Linked DNA regions of Mus musculus: all the other regions are linked to region 3. A link is a contact called in public HiChIP or PLAC-seq and promoter capture Hi-C data. All regions are on one chromosome and are shown on one strand. The core of a region is the stretch at or near the end of the contact, and the rest is flanking DNA. Distances in the headings are between cores, read along the strand shown. Region 1 holds the start of Eva1b (eva-1 homolog B (C. elegans)). Region 2 holds the start of Gjb3 (gap junction protein, beta 3). Region 3 holds the start of Ncdn (neurochondrin).

The links. HiChIP or PLAC-seq counts read pairs in DNA pulled down with a chosen protein or histone mark. Capture Hi-C pulls out chosen DNA fragments and counts their contacts.
Region 1: a contact with region 3 is called in an H3K27ac HiChIP or PLAC-seq map of extraembryonic endoderm stem cells, with 3 times the contacts expected there. The contact joins the promoter of Eva1b here to the promoter of Ncdn in region 3. A contact is called at or near these places in 1 of 115 datasets of contacts at active chromatin or transcription factors (extraembryonic endoderm stem cells) and 1 of 9 other capture datasets (liver).
Region 2: a promoter capture Hi-C map of pancreatic islet shows a contact between it and region 3. The contact joins the promoter of Gjb3 here to the promoter of Ncdn in region 3. A contact is called at or near these places in 1 of 39 promoter capture datasets (neural stem cells), 2 of 484 Hi-C or Micro-C datasets (both in embryonic stem cells), 2 of 115 datasets of contacts at active chromatin or transcription factors (embryonic forebrain and large pre-B cells) and 1 of 9 other capture datasets (pancreatic islet).

The regions. Positions count from the first base shown.
Region 1 is chr4:126,146,072-126,149,636 of GRCm38.p6, forward strand. Eva1b (eva-1 homolog B (C. elegans)) reads left to right here and starts at 1,932. Exons shown (of 3, transcript NM_172145.3): 1 at 1,932-2,560; 2 at 2,880-2,974; 3 at 3,165-3,565. The coding sequence starts at 2,908.
Region 2 is chr4:127,329,282-127,332,610 of GRCm38.p6, forward strand. It overlaps Gjb3 (gap junction protein, beta 3), which reads right to left and starts at 1,555. Exons shown (of 2, transcript NM_001160012.1): 1 at 1,221-1,555. It overlaps Gm40251 (a long non-coding RNA gene), which reads left to right and starts at 82. Exons shown (of 4, transcript XR_868156.3): 1 at 82-854; 2 at 2,607-2,710; 3 at 3,061-3,183.
Region 3 is chr4:126,751,933-126,755,238 of GRCm38.p6, forward strand. Ncdn (neurochondrin) reads right to left here and starts at 1,497. Exons shown (of 7, transcript NM_011986.4): 1 at 1,039-1,497; 2 at 9-149. The coding sequence starts at 1,071. It overlaps AU040320 (expressed sequence AU040320), which reads left to right and starts at 1,838. Exons shown (of 21, transcript NM_133886.2): 1 at 1,838-2,063.

The DNA.
Region 1 (3,565 bases), core at 682-3,181, 610 kb before region 3:
ATGCGGATGTCACAGAGAACAGGTATGTGCCACACAAAGTCAGGTCCAGTCTCCTCACTACATACAGTTGTACAAGCTAAACCGCAGCACACACTAATATGTAAGTGGCTGGCAGGCCATGTTTGTCAACACATTCCCAGTACTAGTTATTCTGTATGTGTTTAAGCCACACATGCCTTGGAGGGACAGGGCTGGCCATGTTCACCCACAGGCATCACTGATGATGTTGAAATGTTGCCTGCTAGAACCCAGAGGGTCCCATCCTTGCTCCTGCCTGGTTTTCCTCTCATCTTGCTGGTCTGCTGTAGAGGAGACCCCTTAATGTATGGGTTCAGGGGCTGAGGCTTTAGACAGACTCCCTTCTCCCTGTTCTCTGGAACTGGGTGACCCACCTATTTCCAGGATGCTAATCTCATCTTGTCTTGCCTGCCTCGAAAACTATCTTCACTCAAAACTATGTCCACACAGCAACTCCCTTCAGACTACCAACTCCTCCTCCTCCTTCTTCACCACCATCACCACCACCCAGACCACTCCTTTCCTGAATATTTGCAACACTGTTCTCTCTGCTTCTACTGTTTGTTCGTTTTGTTTTTTTGTTTTGTTTTTTGGAGACAGGAAGGGATTTGGGTCTACATGGTACATGGTGAATTTTCTGAGATTTTTTTGTAGACCAGGCTGGCCTCCAACTCAGAAATCCGCCTGCCTCTGCCTCCCAAGTTCTGGGATTCAAAGGCGTGCGCCACCACGCCCTGCCCTCTGCTTCCACTCTTGCCCTGCTGTGGCCAAGCCTATCTTGAGCAGCTTCAGGAGTCTTTCCAATGTGTGGCGTGGGGACTGACACTCTCTAACTTAAGCCTCCAGGGGTTATCACTTCACTTCCAATGAAATCCAAGCTCCTGAGTGATCTGCAAATCCTGTGTGGTCTCCGATCAGTTACTTTCCCCTCGAACCTCTCATGCTAGCTCCGTCTCTGCATGCCAGAAACTCCACTCATGCTCCCATCCTACCCTTTGATCCTGCCTTAGACAGGCTCCCCGAGATCCTGGCATGGCTGCCCTCTCCTCAGGACTGAGCTCTTACCTGGGGCGTCTCTGTGAGAGTTACTCAAGATGTTCTCCATCACATTAATGCATTCCACTACCTTCATGACACCTCACAGCCCCTTTGAAGATGCCTGCCTCCTGAGGGCTTGTAACCTCTGACCTCTGCAATTCCTTTTTTTTTTTTTTTTTTTTTTTTTTTGGGTTTTCGAGACAGGGTTTCTCTGTATAGCCCTGGCTGTCCTGGAACTTATGCCACACTAAAATGCTGAGGCAGCATTATATGCAAATAGGTAAGTACGCATGGGCCAACGCATGCTTACAAAGCAGACTAAACACAAAAATACCCAGGTCTGAGCCAGCTTGGTCCTTTCTCCATCTCCTCTTGACCCCTACTTGAACCCAGGCGGGCTTGGAGGAGTCGGGGTCTGCAGCTTGAACAGGGAAGGGGTTAATGGCCTCCAGGCTTCAGGCAGCGCCTACAGCTATGCCTGCAATTTCCTCTGGCCATTCTTTCCCTCCTCCTTCCCAAGATTCCCGCCAAGAAGGCCTCCCCCTCACCCCAGCTCCAGCGTAGGGAGGGGAAGGGGGTTGGCCAGGAGAGTAAGCAGAAAGAAGAGGCCAGCTGCAGATCCCCCCCAGCGCACTTCGGTCCCAGCCTTGAGCCCAGGTGGAAGCACACGTGTGACTCTGGGCAGGTCCGGCTAGCAAAGCAAGCGAGGCTGTTCCCTAGCGCCGAGGCCCCCGCTGGGGTCTGCAATATGCTGGGACCTGGCTCACCGCCGAGTCCGACAATCATTAACCTTGGGTGACCACAGCAGCTGGACACACTCAGCCAGGGCACTGGGAGGAGGGGCTGAGAGATCCCTTCTCCGAGGAAAACCAATAAGGACGCGGGGGTGCCGGCTGCCTCTACTAGGTCTAGGAAGGTCTGGAAGGATGAAGGGGTTTGGACCCGCCTCATCCCAGGAGGAGCCAGGCACAGGAAAGTAGTTTGGAGCCTGCGCGCTAGAGTAAGAGCGTTGTGGGTTCAAATCCTGACCGTGTGGCAAAGGTCTTCAAGATCTTTGACTCAGTTTACTTCATTTGCAAATTGGAGATTTAATGGTAGCCACATTCCAGGGTTGGCTGGCTTAAATGAAGGGATGTCTACGGGAAGCGGGAGGGGAGGTAACCTGCCGCCAGGGGCTCCAGGCCTTAGGGATGTTTAGTAACTAATGTTGTTGTTAGTACTGGCGGGGGCGGACCCTGTGAGCGCCCTCCCCAGCGGCTTCCTGTAGGGGAGCAGGGGCCGCCCCCTCTCCCCTTCCTCCAGGCGCTCTTCCTCCCCGCCTCTCCTCCCCGCCCCGCCCCGTCCCTCCTCTTTCCTCGGAGGAAACTTTCCGCCGGCTGGTCCGTCGCGGTGTCCGGCCGCACCGCCGTGCGAACCTGGTAAGGCGGACGGGGCGGCCCGGCCTGGGTGTATGCGGCCACCGGGGAGACGCCACTGCCGGGGCGAGGCTGCGGGACGCTGACGGGTGAGCGAGCCGGGCCGGCCGAGGCCCCGCGGGTGGAGGGGTGCAGGAGGGAGGTGGAAGGGGAGCCCGAGGCACCGCCTCGCCCTTCCGTGCGCTGGGCCTCGCCTGGGGACCCCACGAGGGGGCGGAGCGTGTGCGCCCTCTCCGCCGCTCCCGGGGATGGAGAGGCGTCTGCGGGGGAACAAGGACTAGCAGAGTCCAGATCTGCGATCCAGTGAGGCGAACCGCTCCCTCGCCCCACCACCACCCCAGGGTGGAGGAGCTACGCGAGGAGCGAGCGCCTTGGGCTCTGGAAGACCTGACCTGGGTGACCTCGCAGGCTGACAGGCGAGCTGCATCCCAGCAGCATGGATGCCCCAAGAAGGGACATGGAGCTACTCAGCAACAGCCTGGCAGCCTATGCGCACATCAGAGGTGAGGGCCAGGCCTGGGGGCACGGAGCCCGTCCATCATAACCCAGGCAGCCCTCCACTCCTAGCTGCTCACCCTGTCCTTGCAGCCCTTCCGTTCCTTGCCCCAAGCCTAGCTAGACCCTGGATCTCTCCCAGATGGGACGACTCCAGCCTGTCAGGGCCCCCTGTGACCTCCGCTCCCTGCTCCCTAGCTAACCCCGAGAGCTTCGGCCTCTACTTCGTGCTTGGCGTCTGCTTCGGCCTGCTGCTGACCCTATGCCTGCTGGTCATCAGCATCTCCTGCGCGCCTCGCTCGCGACCCCGGACCCCTGCTCCGCGCCGGGACCCCCGGAGCAGCACCCTAGAGCCGGAAGACGAGGACGATGAGGAAGATGAGGACACCATGACGAGGCTGGGTCCCGATGACACGCTGCAGGGCCAGGAGCTGTCCACAGAGCCCGACGGGCCCCTTAGTGTCAATGTCTTCACGTCAGCAGAGGAGCTAGAGCGGGCACAGCGGCTGGAGGAGCGTGAACGAATCCTGCGGGAGATCTGGCGCACTGGGCAGCCAGACCTGCTGGGCAGTGGCACGCTCGGGCCCGGAGCCACGGCC
Region 2 (3,329 bases), core at 305-2,804, 580 kb after region 3:
TTGGTCTTTTGTTTGTTTGTTTTTGTTCCCATTTATCATCTGCCTGTCCAATTAACATGCCTACTTGACTGGCTGGCTGCTTCAAGTTTGGTATCACTCAGTGTTCATTCAGTAGGCACTGGATTTGCACACTCAATTCAGAGCTTGAGAGTGGAGTTCTCAGAGAGGCTGTGGGAGGGCTGGGCAGAACGGCAGAGGACCAACCGAGCCAGGAATTAGATGGCAGTATTGCTGCCCTCCACAGGGTCTGTCTTTTGAGAATCTCAGTTCTCGACTAGATGGGGGTATCTGGGAAGCCCTAGAGCGTGAAGACCCTTATGGGTTTGGTCCTGGCACTTACTTTTAAACCTTCCAGGGAGGGCCAAAGATTAGCACCTGGATTCTGACCCCCCAGGAAATGCCAGGACTGCGTTTACTAGCTGGGAGAAATCCAAGAGAATTCTGTAATGTCGCTAACCCTGTTCCTTATCTCTTATCTTGGATTACTGCAAGAATCTTCGACTGTTCCCTCCCCAGCCGGCTCTTCCTGGGAGTGCTCAAGGAGAGTGAAGGGGAGGAGGAGTTCCTTCCACCCGGTACCCCCTAAGGATGCCACGTCTGGGGCTCCCCATTTTGGTGCAGGCTACCTAGTCCCTTCTAAGACACACCCCGAGACAGACTCACCTGAAAAGAATTTCTCGCCTAGCCCGTGCTGAGGACTGGCAGAGCCGGTTCTGGATCCCCTGTTGCCCCCCAACTCCCGTTTCCAGCTACTAGAACGATTATTACTATTTTTTTAATCCAGTTTTTATCCAGCTGCGGGACCCAACCGCTCCATCTCTTTCTACCCCGCAGCACTGTGGCTGGCCCCAAAGGTATAGCTCCCCTCTTGGGCCCCGGGCCCCGTTTCCTTCCTTTCTAGACAGTTTGGGAGCTTTGTGAACCTGTGACTCGCGCGCGCGCGCGCGCGCGTGCGGGTGTGTATGTCCCCTTCTGTGAACCTTCCAGTGTCCGGAACCGCCACCTGCTCCAGAATGCTGGTGTATGTATGAGTGTGTGGGGTGGAAGTGGGAGTGGGGGCGGGGAGCAGAGCTTTGGGTTAGGGTGCTCCTTCCCTGCGCTTCTGCAGCATTAAATCTCCATGCTGGGCGCGTGGGCAGGCCCCAGTCCAGCCCCCCAGGGGATCCCCATAGAGAGGGGTTCTCAGCTGCCTTGGATTGTCGCCCCTTCCCGGTACTTACAGTCAGCGGCGCCGCCACCGTGGGAGCCTGGCTCCACGTGCCCAAGACCCACAGCAGAGGAGGAACGAGGCGGGAGCCAAGCCGAGCTCTGTGGCCTCGGTGAGGCTCCTGGCCAGCACAGCCAGAGGCAGCGTGGAGGAGGGGCGGCCGGGGAGGAGCCCGGAGTCGCCTCAGGGATGCAAGTTCTAATCCAGGAGCAGCTGCGCTGACTAGGGAACAGCAGGCTCCTTTGCGGAGGCTCCGCGTGCTCGCCTGTGGAATGGGGGCATTGGTGGCCACTGGCAGGGCTGTTGCAAGGACTGCAATGACATTAGGGTGTGAAACACCTTGCAAACTGTTAAGTGCCGTGGCAGTAGGGATGGCAATAAATGACACGCCTACGCTGGTTACCACGGATACCCCGTCTGCGCCCTGCCCATTTGGATCCCAGCCTGCTGCAAAGTTTCAAAGTTTTCGTACGCTCTTGGGGGCCCCCCTCCCGCCCTGTTTGCATCCCTGATGGCATTTTCCAGGGAGGCAGTGTATCTTTGAGACAGTCTTTCGGGGCTCACACTGTGCTGGCCACCGGAAGGGACACAACCAGGAAAAGAAATCTCAGGGGCAAGGATGGTGTTTGGAGAGATTTTAGATGACCCAGTCTGCCCAAAGGAGTGTGAAGCAGGGTGGGAGGCCCAGCTTGTGAAGGGTGGGAGACCTGCGCTTGAGGGGCTCTGGAGACTAAGATGTTCAGTCTTATTCGTGGGCCAGGACTGAGATCCTAAAAGCCCTATCGCCCCAGGAACGGAAATCCAGGGTTTCCCTGGGATCCCCAGATCTTACTCACAACCTTGCCCGAGGCTTCACTGTCTAGACAGAGATGACTGATGCCCGACCCTGGTAACCATTCATTCCACTTGCTGGGACGATATCCATTGATGCGGGCTTCTGATCTACAAAAGGCAGCCTACATTAGGAGGCTCTGTTACTGTCTCCTACTACCCAGAAGGATTCCCGTTCGCCTGAGCGGAGCGCCTGAGACAAGGTTGCTTCTCTTAGGAGCTGCATATCATTCATACAGCACGCAAAGGAAAGATCTCTGATCTACATTGAAAAGAGAAAAGGAGAGGCCCCGAGATAAACCCAGGGACACATAGAAGTAACAGAGCCAACTCCAGGGACCTCAGTGACGTTGGCATTGGCTACGGCAAAGCCCTGTGGCAGAGGCTACCTTGTGCTTGCTATGGGCAGAGCAATTATCAGCACTATGGCTGGGCAGTGCCAGTTTTGTTGTTGTTGTTTTTTTTTTTTTTTTTTTTTTTTCTGGATGACTCTGCTAATGTGCCTGGGTGATGGGATTGGGGGACCCTGACCCTGCCACCTGCTGCTCATTCTCAATTATTTCCCTAGACTTCAGAGCAAAATGCCTGGTCCCATTTCCTCACCTCCCACTCATGCTTCAACCCACCAGAAGATTTCTGTCCCTGCTGTGCTACAAGAAAAGCCTTGTCAAGGTAACTCTGATCTCCACGATGCTAAATCCCACACAGTAATAAATCCGTGACCTCCTGAAACAGCTGTCACAGAGTCCCGCCTTTCTTCTTGAAGCACCTTCCACCCCCAGCTTCCTTGACACCCATCTCATTTCCTGGTCCCTGGGATACCTTCCATCAGGCCTGTACTGTGGGTGCTCTGGGCCAGGCCCAGCATCTCCTGTCCCAGGTGAGCTCACCCAATCCTAGGGCCCTACCACCCATTCACTGACATGCTCCTGTGTTCACGGCTGGCACTAACAAACACTAGATTGTGCAACCACGACTGCCCACATGTCCACCAGGCTAATAGGTTCTGGTTCTCCTTCCAGAATAACCTGTACATGTTCAAGTATGAGGAGACTTCCTATAACCCATGGAGGGTGCCGTGTGTGCTGCTGTGGGCTTTGTTCCTGCCGGGAGACGGAGTGCTCTCTTTTGCCGTTTTTAAAGAGGTGAATTGTGTTTATACTATAATATGTCCTAAGTCCATCTCACATTGACAGGAGCTAAGGCCGCTTCCAGTTCTTCCTTTGAGGGCTAGGCATATGTGGCTCAGTTGACAGAGCACTTACCAGTCCTTCCCACCCCCTCGTGCTTG
Region 3 (3,306 bases), core at 247-2,746:
GTCCTTACTAGCAGCAGGGCTGCAAACTGCTCGCTGTCATTCTTGGCCTCACGGAGGGCTCCCAGGTAGCGCTCCAGGGTGGGGTTTCGGCTCTCTGCCTGGTTCAGAGCTGGCTCACAATCCGAGGCCATGATGCCCGCCTTGCCCAACTGTGAACACAAGAGGGACTGAGCATCCCTCTGCAGAGGAGGGGCGGGGGCGGGGGTGGAAGTGGAGGATGTAGGGAGGGATTAGCACAGAGGGAGGGGGGGTGGATTTGGAAGGGTGGCTTCCTCATGACTGACCTCCCTTGGGGGAGCCCCTTTAAGAGGCTGGACCTACAAATTCTTTAGGATGAAGAAGGGACCCTGGTCCAAGGTCACCTCCAGAAAAGTGGGATATGAGGACCATGCATGCCGCTGCTCAGCTGGACAGCTTTCCTCACCAGTCTAGAAGTGGGAAGGAGCTGGCCCAACTGCTCAGCAGCCCCTGGCACCAGACACCGGGTTTTATCTCTCTCCAGGAGGCACACGAGGAGTGAGCGGTGAGGACAGACAGGGAGGAATGCAGACAGACACGGGTCAAGTTCGATTATCCGGACTCACGCCGACAAGGAAGAAAAGGACATTCTAGGGTTCCTTTCCCCTCCCTTCTTCAGAGAAAGTAGACTGGCTTCAGCAGGAGTGAGAAGGCAAGCTCTCCAGAGAAGGCTTTGAAGACTCCCCTGTGGACCCACCCCTCCAGCCAGGGCTCTTAATCGCCCCCGCAGCCTCCTTGCCTTCTCTTCTTTCCCTCCCTCGGGCAGAGGCTGCAGAGGCTGCAGAGGCTGCAAGAGCAGGAGCTGCAGCTGCTGCTGCAGCAGCAGCAACATTAACCCCTTGTGCTCCCTGTACTCTCCCTGTCCGTCCCGCTAACAGCCTGTGGGTGCCGGCACTGGCTGGAGAAGGAAAGAGGGGTCGGGTGGCTCTCAGGATAACAGAATCCAAAAGCCGGATAATCGAAGCGGGGCTGCAGTGATGGAGAGATGAGAAGGGGAGAAGGGATCCTGGCGGTCACCACCTGTCCCGCCGCAGCCAGGTCACAACACGACATTGATGAAGTCGAACGACAGGGCAGCGATGAGATCACACTTCACGATGGCGCGGTGATGTCACGGAGAGATCACAGCGAAATCACGACATGAAGGGGACAGCCCCCAAATATGATAGGGCAAATTTAAAAAAATATATAGGTAGATAGATAAATACTGAAAGGGGTTGTGACAAAATGGAGTCTCGACAGGGTACGGTGATGTCGAGATATGGCACGATGGAGTCGCGATAGGGTCCCTGGGGAGTCTCGGCATCGATCAGCGCCGGTTCGGAGAGGCTCCGGCTGAGATGCAGGGGAGGGCTTGAAGGGGGCTGAGCTCACCAGGCTGCGGCCCCGAGCGGCGAAGTCTTTCTCCGGGCGCGATGCTCCGGGAGCCTGGGGCTGCTGCTCACGCCGCGTTGCCCACTCTTGGCTCCAGGCTGCTACAGCTCCACCCCCACCCCCGCATCGCTCTCGACCAATCGGCGCTGGGCTCACTCCGCACTCTGACCAATGGCACAGCAGGGCGCTAAGCAGTAGGGGGGCGCCTCCGGTGCGGCCATCTTGCTTGTGGGCAATTGCCCGAGTCTGGGGCCTGAGTGCTCGAGCTAAGGAGGAAAGGTGCGGGCCGCCCCGCAAGGGCTCGCGGCCAAAGGCTGAGGGCCCGGACGTCCTCGCTTGTGCGTAGCTCTCCCCTCAGCGCCGCCCCTCCTCCCACTTTTGGGCTCGCGGCTGGAATTGCGCTTCCGGAGGGTGGGGGCAGGAGGACTGGCTCAGCGTGAAGAGTATGTTTCCGGGTTGAGCCCCGGGAGGTGGGAAGGAGGCGGCGTTTCCGGCCGCGGTCGCTGTCCAGGGAGGCTGAGGCAAGAGGGAGCTGTCCGGGTGGGGAGCCAGCACTTCCTTCTTCCTCCTCTGCGTGAGGGGAGAGAAGGTTGGGGGTCCCCGAGCCCATGGATCGGGAGGAGGCGGAGGCCGCCGAGAGCCGGCACCCCTCTATGTGGCCCTGAGCCCCGGTAGGTGGCCGGGGCGGCTGACTGCCAGGCCGAGGACCAGGAGCTCAGGGGAGGGGCAGAGGCGGGACGGGCGATGCCTCGGGTACGCTGGTCCGGCGTTGGGACCCGGAGATGGCGCTCCTGGCTGGGACAGGACAAATCTGCTGCTTCTAGCCTTGCAGGTGCCAGAGTCCCAATCTGAACCCCTCCGCTTTGGGACTCAGGCCTGGTCAGGCAGCTCCCTCTATTCCCTGACATATGGGCAGACCAGGCTGAGGCACTGCGGTCCTTATGATACTCTCGACCTCTGCAGCCTCGTCCCGAGTTGCTGTCTCTGGTGTTTGATGATCTTCCCATCGAGATTAAAAGAAAAGAAAAGGGAAAAAAAAAAGTTGATACAGAATAAAGGGGGCGGGGCTGGGCTCGTTGGCGAAAACCTTCCTCCTTGAGAATTTTGACAATTATGCCCCTTAGAGGGTCCTGCGGTGGCTGCAGTGAGCACAAAAAGCGAACTGAAGGAAGTCAAAGTAGAAGACCTCAGGCGGGGTTCCAGGAATGCTTTGCCTGGTCTCATCTCACGGTGGTTGTGCCCAACTGACAATAGAAGCTGTTAAAGCTCCTTAGCTGACTCTCCTTGTGCTATCTTGTGATTAACAGACTGGAAACTAGGAACAAATTGGAAAGACGACCTCCTAGAACAATCTGTTCATTTTTCCAGCTATTTGGAAAACAGTGTTTGCAAATATAAGCAAAGCTATTCATGCAGTCTGTTCTGTAACTTTCTCAAACATCTAGGACTTTTTTCTTTCTTTCTTTCTTTCTTTCTTTCTTAAAGCTTTATTCTTGATTACTCACACCCGTTGAATAGACCGGCTCTGTCGTTATTCAAACATATCTTATCGCTGTGTATATAAATGGAGTTCCACGTATGTAGCTGACAGACTGAACTATGATACATTCCCCATCAACCTGAAGTATTAAGTAAACATTACCCCCTGCTGTATCTGAACAGCTGCTGCAACAGCGTGCTTTTATTTCGGGTGTACTTGTAACGCCCTAAATGCCAGAACTACCGGGAGCTTTTCTAGATTTTCATTTGTCGAGTATTGTGGGGGTGTGTGTGTTCTCTCCCTGGGTTGCTACCCTTTGATTTGATAACAAACATTTTGGGTCTTAGCAGTGTTTTGTCGTTCCTGCCTCTGGTCAGCAAGCCTTTAACTGGACCCTAGCAGTGATTTGTGCCCATAGGCAATTGTAGGTTTGA